Linked DNA regions of Mus musculus: region 1 is linked to region 2. The links are chromatin contacts, called in public HiChIP or PLAC-seq maps. All regions are on one chromosome and are shown on one strand. Each heading gives the region's core, a stretch centred on a gene start, on an enhancer-like site or on the middle of the called end of the contact. The rest is flanking DNA. Distances are from core to core; before and after follow the strand shown.

Region 1 (4,934 bases), core at 1,941-4,440, 420 kb after region 2:
ACTGATTATCACAAGAAGTTCTTTGGTGCATTTCTTTCCATGAAGTCATGACAAACAATGATGAGCAAAGAAGGTAAGGCAAACCAATGCCACACAGCATTGACCACTGTCTGTTGGGTTAATCTTATTCTCTTTCCAAACATCACGTGCCCTCTCAAGCATCTGTTCCAGAAAAACACCACATGCCCTTTGTCCTGGCAGCTTCCAGACAAATATGAAGTGAAAACTTCTGGTTTCTTTCAAAAGTCAGTTATATCAAATGATGCTTTGCTGGACACACAGATGAAAGAGTGCCTGGCTAAAGCAGACACGCCAAAGAACGTTTTCTTGAAGCAGACACAGGTGAAAGGATGTTTTACTCTGGCAAACACATGAAAGGATGCATGATGTTCAACGGAATGTAAATATGTCCCCACAGACAGTTGGAGCTTGAGCATTGGTTTGCTTTGCTCTGCCTTGCTATTCTTCGCTAAGGACACACATGTATTGGTGCGCCTTACACTGTGTTGCTGAGCTCTGCCTGTGGTGATGCCTTAAACTAGCCTAAGAACTTCTCCTGAGGTTCCTATGGCTTCTTGCCACTTCTGCAGCCTTGGACCAGTTGTCGAGCCTTGTGGTTTCTTCTGGATTGGACTGATCTTGCTGGTTCATGTGTGGTATCTGTTGATAGGACTGCACTATAGTTACTGATTCACATTTGGTGTTTGCTACTGGGCTGAACTGCAGATATCCTGACAATGATGCTTGACCTCACCCCCCAAGGTCTATTTCTAAACAGATCTACTTCCCCTGTGTCCTAATGACTTTTCTTTTCAACCAGCTCTGGTGGGTGGGGGGCTGGAGGAGAGGTTGAATCCTTATTAAAGTAGGTCAAGAAAAATGTATACCTACAAAACATCCTCCCACGTGTCTGCTTCAGCACAATGTCCTCTCCTAAGACAGTCTCCGGGAAGACATCACGTGACGCGACTGAGTCTCCAAAGAAACCAGAAATTTCACTTCAGCTGTTTGTGAGCTGAGGATGAGACAAAGTTGGCAGAGTACAGGCCTTGTGTTCAGTCCCTAGCATCACATAAGACTAAAGATGGCACATTCCTGTAATCCTAGTCCTCAGGAGGTAGAGGCAGGAGGATCAGGAGTTCAAAGTCACTCTCAACACATAGCAAGTTGTTGAGGCCAGCCTGTGATATATGAGTCTCTCTCAAAAGGAATGCATTCCCTTTTGCCCTCAGCATACACACACACACACACACACACACACACACACAGAGAGAGAGAGAGAGAGAGAGAGAGAGAGAGAGAGAGAGCACTTAGGCGCTTACATTTTCACCTCCATACAAACTAGCTCTTGAACAAATTAACATTCCAACCTGATTCCTACATTTCTATTGGTACAAATGTGCTATGTTTTGCTAACAAAGGGTCCCTCATTCTGGTTCTCACCCTTTGACACTTCAGGCTTGCTTTCTTCTTGCTCTAGCAAACCCCAAGTGAATGTTCAGCACCCTGCTGATAGGAACTGTCACCACTTCCCCTTGAAGACAGAACACTAACAGCAGTCTGGCTTGACTCACTTTTTTGCTTCTTATTCACGTAAATAAAGTGTCCATCATGGTGCTTCACACGTAAGAAGCACAAGTAGGGGCTAGGGAGAGGACTCGGCATAAAGTGCTTGCTGCACAAGTATGAAAGCCAGACCTCAGATCCCCAGAAGCCAGGAAAGTACCAGGTAGATAGAGTATAGTGGCACACATGTAATTCCAGGGCTTGAAAGGATGCGATGGGGAATCCCTAGAACATGCAAAGCTAGCTAGATTGTCATTGTGGTGAGCTCTGGGTTCAAATGAGATACCCTGTCTCAGTGAATAAGGTTCTGGGCCATCAAGAACAACTTGATGTCAATTTTGGGCCTCCACTCATATACAAATACACATGCATGCACAACCACACACGTGCACTCAGACTCATGCAAACATGCATATACACATGTACACACACCATACTCACATACAAGTGCCAAAAATGGACCAACGAATAGTAGTTCTAGTCATAAGACCTCCCCCAAGAAACAGACAAAACATATTATATGCATAGCAAATTGTATTTCAGACACATATTTTTAAAAATATAGAAATAGTTTGTTATATTTATTTGTATATACACACATCCATACTTTGCGTGCATACACGTGCATATGCTAGAGTGCACACATGTTATAGAATTTAATTCTCACCTTTTTTGTTTGTTTGTTTGTTTTGTTTTGTTTTTCGAAACAGGGTTTCTCTGTGTAGCCCTGGCTGTCCTGGAACTCACTCTGTGGATCAAGCCTCGAACTCAGAAATTCACCTGCCTCTGCCTCCCAAGTGCTGGAATTAAAGGCGTGTGCCACCATGCCCGACTTAATTCTCACCTTCTATCATGTGGGTCCTGAGGATCAAATTCAGCTCATCAGGCTTGGTGACTGGTGTCTTTACCACTGAGCTGTCTTGCTGGTCCTGGTGTAGTCGTTGAACATATATTGGTTCAAAGGGAAATTCTCTCTATAAAATCCATACTGTAAGACATCTTCCGAGGGCTCACAAGTTTGAATCACCTTGATTACCAGGTGGTGGTAATATTTAGGGAGGCTGTGGAATGTTTAGAAGGTAGAACCTATCTGGGGGAAGTGAGTCCCTGGAGATTTGGGGGACAGGCCCACTTCCTACTTTCTTAACCACTCAGATGTGGCAAACCTCTATAGCCAAGCCTCACACTATTCTTTGTAGGATATCTGCTTTCCACAACAAGAAAAGTAACTAATGTAGTTGGGTCCTTTGTAGAGCAGGCTTCTCGAGCATTCTCTCACCGCAGATGGCATTGCCAAAGCAAAGACTGCTCACACCCGCACCCCCACCCCTACCCCCAGCCATACTGCACAGAACAGCTTCTGCCTCCCAGAGTCAAAGGCTCCCTGAGCATCCACCGTGTCCCTCCACTGCCTGAGTTGCCCGTTCACCATTCACCCTTGGGGCTGCCAGGGAGTCTCTCCCTTGGCTCTGTCCACACGATCCCATGTGGGGTGTCTCCCACATGAATTGGACCTTTGTTCCATCCAACCTGTGTTGAAATTTACGAGCCTGAGACAAAGGCGCTCACTGTACCCTCGTCTTGGCTGTGCCCAGGATACTAATTACCCAACAACAGCAGTTCATTGCTCTGGGAGCACACGTGGGAGAAAGTTACCAGCTCTGATTAAGGAGCCCCATGGGAGGACGCTGACAATGATCTTCATTCTCTCTCTGAAGTTGCTCTGGGGCTGGGAGTGCAGCTCTGGGGTTGACAGTTCTCACTTTGCATGCGCAAGTGTCCTGGGCCTCTCTTCTGTCCCTATCATCAGGGGTCGCTCTGCCTTGGTGTTGCAGGACACTAAGAGAGTTGCCAGATGGGCACGGTGCCAGATCAGGCTTTGCATGTACTGGGTTCATACTGTGCAAAATTGCCTTTTGTATCTGAGTCCTCTTTCTGAGCCAGCTGTACAAGGTGAGTGGACCATTTCCACTAACACAAGCATCTCCGTGCAACCAAAAGCCCAGAAGTCCAAACTCAGGCGAAGAGGGAGCTGGATTACAACCCAGATAGATCAAGGGCAAAAGCCACAGCCCTGCTTTCAGAATAAACTAGAAAAAGCAAGGCTTTTCCCCAGATCACTGTGCTCGGGTGAGCCCTAGAGTGTTTCAAGAACTCAATTCACGTGTCAGACAGGTGGCCAGCACACGTCTAGCATTCATGTCTCTGAATTCAGAACCTAGAACCATCTAGAACTCACTCATCATTGCCTGGACTTTCCAGGGACATTTCTTCACTGACCATTGACCAGTCTGTAGTGAACAAAAGGATACAATGAATTCTGAGGCACCCCTGAGACCTTGAACTCTGCAAGCCAAATGTAACGGAGTGGATGGTAGCACCTCTGTGAGCAGACACATCACTCTACTTCCACTGCAAAGGAAGGCCTTATCCATTCATTTCAACTGGAGTCTTCCATTCGATCATGGGTATGGAAGGGAAATGTTCGTCTTTCCCCATCCAATCAAATAACCCCAGGGAGATATGAACTTATTCCCACTGCAGTGTGCTGCTAAGTTATGAAGTCTTCCCTGGTGGAAGACTAGTGACTCATGTACCTACCTGGAAGTTCACCAGTGGCCCCACAGTGTGGAGGTGGGGTTTGACATAACAGGCCAGGTATGCTGAAATCTATCTAAGAGATTTGGCGCTGGAAGGAAACACTGGCAACACAGACTAAAACTGCAATAAAATAAACACTGCCTAGCCCTCTTCCCTGGCCTGCAGGAAATCGGGTTGCTCTTGATGAAAGTGGGGCAGACAGCCAAGTCGATCCTAGCACCCTGTGTAATGCCTCTCTGTATGTTTTCGTGCAGCTTTGCCCTGACCACAACACAAGGTTTGCTACCGGCAGACAATCCTTTTCTGTAAGTGACAGGGGACAGGGAGGTAGGCAAGGTGCCCGTGAGTGGAAGTAACCAAGATTCGAGGCCGTAGCAAAGAATTAAACCCCTCAGAGTCATGTGGGAGGCACGGAGGTCAAACTTTACTAAGTTTCCAGAGAATAAAGTAGAGGTTAATGTAATCCTAAACAGACTCTTCCCCCCTTCACTTTTATTCCAATGATGGCCAAATGGGGCTTGGGAAATGACTCTGTTTGCCTTGCAAGCACAGGAACCTGACTTCAACTCTCAGAAACCAGAAAAAGCCAGAAAGAGGTACCCAAGCATGCTGACCCAGCCCTGGGGAGGTGAAGGCTGGCAGAGCTCACCCACCTCTCTTCAGAGGAGATGCAACCCCGACTATTCCCACATGCCATTGTTGGGATGGGACATTAGAACACTATAGACGCCCCTTGTTCTCCCCCATGTGTTCTCTCCTTTAAGCTT
Region 2 (5,126 bases), core at 494-2,993:
CTGGGCTATTTGACCATGTTCTAGCTGCCAGGAAGCCATCAACAACAGGCTGACTTCTTTTTTTTTTAATATTTTTATTAGGTATTTTCCTCATTTACATTTCCAATGCTATCCCAAAAGTCCCCCATACCCCCACACACACTCCCCTACTCACCCACTCCCACTTTTTGGCCCTGGCGTTCCCCTGTACTGGGCATATAAAGTTTGCAAGTCCAATGGGCCTCTCTTTCCAGTGATGGCCGACTAGGCCATCTTTTGATACATATGCAGCTAGAGTCAAGAGCTCCGGGGTACATATAGCTCTCTCTTGTGAGACTATGCCGGGGCCTAGCAAACACAGAAGTGGATGCTCACAGTCAGCTATTGGATGGATCACAGGGCCCCCAATGGAGGAGCTAGAGAAAGTACCCAAGGAGCTAAACCCTACAGGTGGACTTCTTATTTGGGCCTCTGGGTCGCTGAAGGCTGAAATGGAGCTCTAGTCTGTTGATGAAGAATCTCTCAAAATATGATGAGTTTGGTTGCAGGGTTAGCAAACAAATGAGCTTGGGGAGCCGAACCCACAAACACCTGCATTTCTGTGTAAGCAACACAGACATGAGTGTGGAGGAAAACACAGCTAAAGCAATAAAGATGTCTAAAACCACATGCCAGAGAAAGAAATTGGAAAGGTAACTCAAATATTATGTTTGCTGCTTAGAAGGAAAGTGGAAGGTCAGACTTGAAGATGAGAATGTCAGAACCCAGAGTCCATCCTGCTTTCCAAAAGGGTCTAGACCAAGGGTTGTATGCATTTAGAGCACTGTAAACATATTCAGAGAAATCTAGAGGGCAATAAGAAAGGTAAAGCAGGGAAGGTGGGCATAAAATAAATAGGTGTGATGAACTTATGCTGAGGACTAGTGTGGTTCAGTCCCACCTCTGTTCAGCTAGCAGAAAATAAACTCTTCCTTACAATTCCTTCCCGGGAGCAGTTGAAGAGAGCAGGTGACCTAACCCAGCATCCTTCTGGCCAACATTGCCTTTCAACACTAATGCACCTGTACTTATGAGCTCAATGTCACTTCTGCAGGAATCTCATGCTACAGAAGACAGAAAGAAAAGCCTATGAAATAGATCCTGAAAAATGCCCTAATACAAATAAAAACATGGAACTCATTATTGCCAAATATGACTTTTTAGACCGGTACCTCAAATGGCCTTGATTTCTGCATAGCAAAGCAATTTGTTAATAGTACAGACCTCTTCTCTGCTAGATAGTCAGTTCTCTTGATTCCATATAGTAACACAGATAAGCATATGGAAAAGATATTGCCTAAAAGTTGATAATTAGGAGGATCCTGGGATGAGACTCACTTACTCTCTCTGATGTTATCATTGAGAAATTATACAGAAAAAGAGCAATGGTCACTAGATTGACTGAGTCCTCTCTTGGCCATTCTTTTCTGTTAGAATGTATCCAGTCACAATAATGATCAGAAAGAACCATGGCTTCTTGGGCTTTCTGATATGAGCCTCTGTGATGGTTAATCTATCTCTATTACCAGCTGGAGATCAAGAAATGTGTGTGAGGGGTGTATGTGTGTGTGTGTGTGTGTGTGTGTGTGTGTGTGTGTGTGTGTGTGTGTGAGAGAGAGAATGTGTTTGACAGCCATCTATTGCTTATGCACTTAGTCCCTTGAATACATTCACTTTCTATAAGCCTTATTTTTCAAAGAAACTAGAAGACAAATGTTACTAGGATTTAAATGGTAATGTGGGCATGGATTGCACAGTCATTGCACAGCTGCACCTGGGTCTCCCGGGTTACAATACCCGTGTGTGTGTGTGTGTGTGTGTGTGTGTGTGTGTGTGTGTGTCTGTGTGTGTGTGTCTGTGTGTAATGGGGACATGTTGGGGAAGAAAGGTGAAAATATCTGCAAAGAACAAATGCAACAAACCCCCATCTCTTCTGCTTTTCTCTCAAAGGATGAGCTTAAGAGACTAAGTTTTCCCTGCCCACAGCAGCCTGCCCTTGCTTCTCCATGTTATTGGGCTCTCAAGAAGTAGCATACTCCATAGCAACCCCTCGCCTGGCCTGGGAAGAGGCCTGTACTGAATACTAAAGCCCCTGACTGGCAGCATGCATTATTCATCCTAATCATCCTTTCTGTTGTTAATGGCCTGTAAATAGTTGCTTCTGACAAGAACATTTAACACCAGCACCTAAGGGGAGGCAGGGGAGGGGAGAGAATGCAGATCATGAGAGATGAGCCTTGGGAACTGTCTGAGGCTGACTTATGACAGCAGGATGCTGGGCTGCAGAGGCTGACAAGGAGGCTAGGAGTCCAGGAAGCACTGGGGAGAGTCAAGCCCACGGGGCAGCAGACAAGACAAACTGCAGTGATGCATTGTGGGATGTTACTGTGTGGACATTAAAGGTCCTCCAAAGTTCCATATGCTAAAGGCTTAGTCGCCAGCCATGTGGTGCTTTGGGGAGGTGGTGAGCAGGCCCAGAAGGGGATGTTGGAAACCTGCTCCTATTCTTCTTTCCTTCCGCCCTCTCCCCAGCCCCAACCTCCCTGTTCTCCTCTCTTCCCTCCATCTTTCTCTTTCTCTTCTCTTCCTTTGCCCTCTGCCTCTACCTTTCCCTTTATTCCCCTCCTCCACACCCCCTCTTTCTTCCTCTTCCCACCCTACCTCTCCTCCCTTTCTCTCTTTCTACGTCCCCTTTCCCCCTCCTTCCCACGAGGTGAGGAACTTTGTGCAGCCAAATACTCTCACCATGATATCCTGCCTCACCACAAGCCATAGGACCAAACGACCATGGGCTAAAACCATTGACTCTGTGAGCCAAAATATACCCTTTGTTCTTTTAAGTTTATTCTGTCTAGTATTTTGTTCCAGTTCTAGAAACATAACTCAAGGTTAGCAGAGATGTGTGCAAAAATTGCCTGTGGAGATACCCGGTCCTTATCTGCAGCGCCTTCAGAACCCCTCCCTCTCTTGCTTCCTCTCACCTCTCTTGAGCTCCTGACAAACTGGATTTCTGTTTTCATTTCATCTCCTATGGCCCACAGAATCTGTCACCATCTGTGCCCAGAGGGAAAGGACCCACTTACTGGGTGCTGCATCTCTAAACAGGGTTTTCTAACCCTTAGTTTCTCCCTTCAGCTTTAGAATGTATTTATCCTCACCTTGTTCATGAGAATTGAATGGGAAAATGTAAGTAAACCTCATGATAAATACTCAGAAGATATCTGATAATAAGGTTCTACCCTTGCCCATTTTTCTGACCTAGGACTTAGAAATGGTCCCCACATGAAAAGTGTCTAGAGAAAGCCACACAGATGGTAGTTGAAAGAGCAAGCAAGGACAAGCTTAGATGGAGAAAGCCATTTGTCATGTCCAGATGTCCAAACGCACATAAGTACATTGATTTCTCTAAAAGTAAGGTAAAGAGGAGAATTATGGCCAGAAGAGAAATGTAGCATAAAAATTCCTGGCTTAAAGAGAGAAAGGAAAGCCAGTCCCGGTGGGGCGGGGATATGGTCCTTTCTACCTGGGAGGTTGAAGCAGGAGGATCACATGTTCAAGGCTTGCCTAGACTACACAAAGAGTTCAAGCCCCACCTGAATAACTAAGTAATAAAGAAATAATGAGGGCTGAGGACAGAGCCCAGTGACAGAGCATTTGCCTGGCAAATGTGGGACCCTCCTTTAAGTCCCACTCTGAAGGATGTTTGAATGGAATCCTTCATGCTGTCTAGGGTGTGGCTCCTACTTAAAGGACCTACAGCTGCCAGTCTCCTTTCATTATTTCTGGGATGACTTGGTAGGTTTATGTGCCTTTAAACTATCTACTCTTCTCCAAGGCCCTTGCTGATGGCACCCTTAAGATCTAGCATATTTCTTAAGAAAAGAGCATTCTTTTTTTTCTTTTTTTTCTTTTTTTTCTTTTTTTTTTTTTTTTTTTTTTTTGCTTCACTAATTGAAACAGGATTCAGTTCCTCCAGGTCACATTGTATCAAGGACAACATCCTTGCTCCTTCCCATATCCATGGCTCACTCTCCAGAGCAGGTTGCAGACCTCATTGGTTCCTAGGAAAGCATGCTATACTTCAGTCTCCTGCTGGTCTTACCTCCATCAGAAAAAGCTAATTCCTCTCAAGGTCTTTTCAAAAGCATCTTCAGAGCCCATGCCTATCTCCAGGCACAATCACACTCTGCCCTGTACCTTTCTCACTTAACACTTTGGAATAAGGATCCTTATAGGGCCTCAATTCCATCCCCTACCATACTGCCACTAGACAAAACATTCTGTGCAACTCATATTCCCTTGCATGCAATGTAGACTGGCCAGTGCTATTTAATGGCTCTCACTGTTGGCTCAGTGACTCCATCTCAGGATCTCACCCCCAAATCAACAAGTAGCCTGAGGCCCTGCCAGATCTACAGTAGACAACTAGTATATTATCCAGATTATGTTAAACTAAGACAATGTGGGTTTACTGCTTTAATTCACCCAGGTTTCTATACATAGTCCTAAAAACCAAAGTTAGTGGATGTTGAATCGTCTCCTTGGAAATAGAACCAAGAGAAAGTATTTTTTTTTAAGGCCAAACACAATAAAGAGCTATGCTATGTTCTCAACTATCACTCCTTCACGCCTGAATGCAGGGAGGTGGAGGTGCCTCTAGGCACCAGCTCTTTATTTACGTCCCTGCTTTCTTGTTTCACCTGCCATGTATATCCCTGCATCACTCATTTTTCGGTAGTGCACGATCCTTGGGAAGGTCTGCACTCTGGCTTCTCTCCCTGCATGGTTCTGTAGCTTTAGGGAAATCGAGTTAGGGCTATACTCTGCACATTTATTTTCCTCCAAGCAATGCATGCTCTGTTCTTTATAACACTCTCAGTTTAAATAAATGGAGAATAAATAGTTCTTTTCTTTAAAAGGGAGATCCTTCACGAGCTTTCCAAAGAGGGGGTTGTCTCCGAAAGGCTTTTACTATAAAAATAATAGAATAACAAGGTCTAAGGCAGTCAAGATAAATGTGTTCATTTGGCCCCTGTCTCTGAGGCAAAAATGCTCTCGCTTTGCTTCTAACTCCAAAACTGCAGCCTGAGTCCTTGGTTTTCATAAAC

Evidence for each region. HiChIP or PLAC-seq counts read pairs in DNA pulled down with a chosen protein or histone mark.
Region 1: an H3K27ac HiChIP or PLAC-seq map of stem cell-derived neural progenitor cells shows a contact between it and region 2, with 5 times the contacts expected there. The contact joins two enhancer-like sites. A contact is called at or near these places in 1 of 15 datasets of contacts at CTCF or cohesin (the NIH/3T3 cell line) and 1 of 115 datasets of contacts at active chromatin or transcription factors (stem cell-derived neural progenitor cells).

Annotation. Positions count from the first base shown.
Region 1 is chr7:73,193,996-73,198,929 of GRCm38.p6, forward strand. No RefSeq gene overlaps it. Among named protein-coding and RNA genes, the nearest start is that of Gm20083, 13 kb to the left of the region's middle. Within about 2 kb of position 3,191, at least 88 of the 459 cell types and tissues checked have an H3K27ac peak or open chromatin away from gene starts, as enhancers often do. A contact at or near this core is called in stem cell-derived neural progenitor cells, where this site is marked.
Region 2 is chr7:72,772,443-72,777,568 of GRCm38.p6, forward strand. All of the region lies in intron 3 of Gm36865 (a long non-coding RNA gene), which reads right to left. Among named protein-coding and RNA genes, the nearest start is that of Gm36865, 52 kb to the right of the region's middle. Within about 2 kb of position 1,744, at least 23 of the 459 cell types and tissues checked have an H3K27ac peak or open chromatin away from gene starts, as enhancers often do. A contact at or near this core is called in stem cell-derived neural progenitor cells, where this site is marked.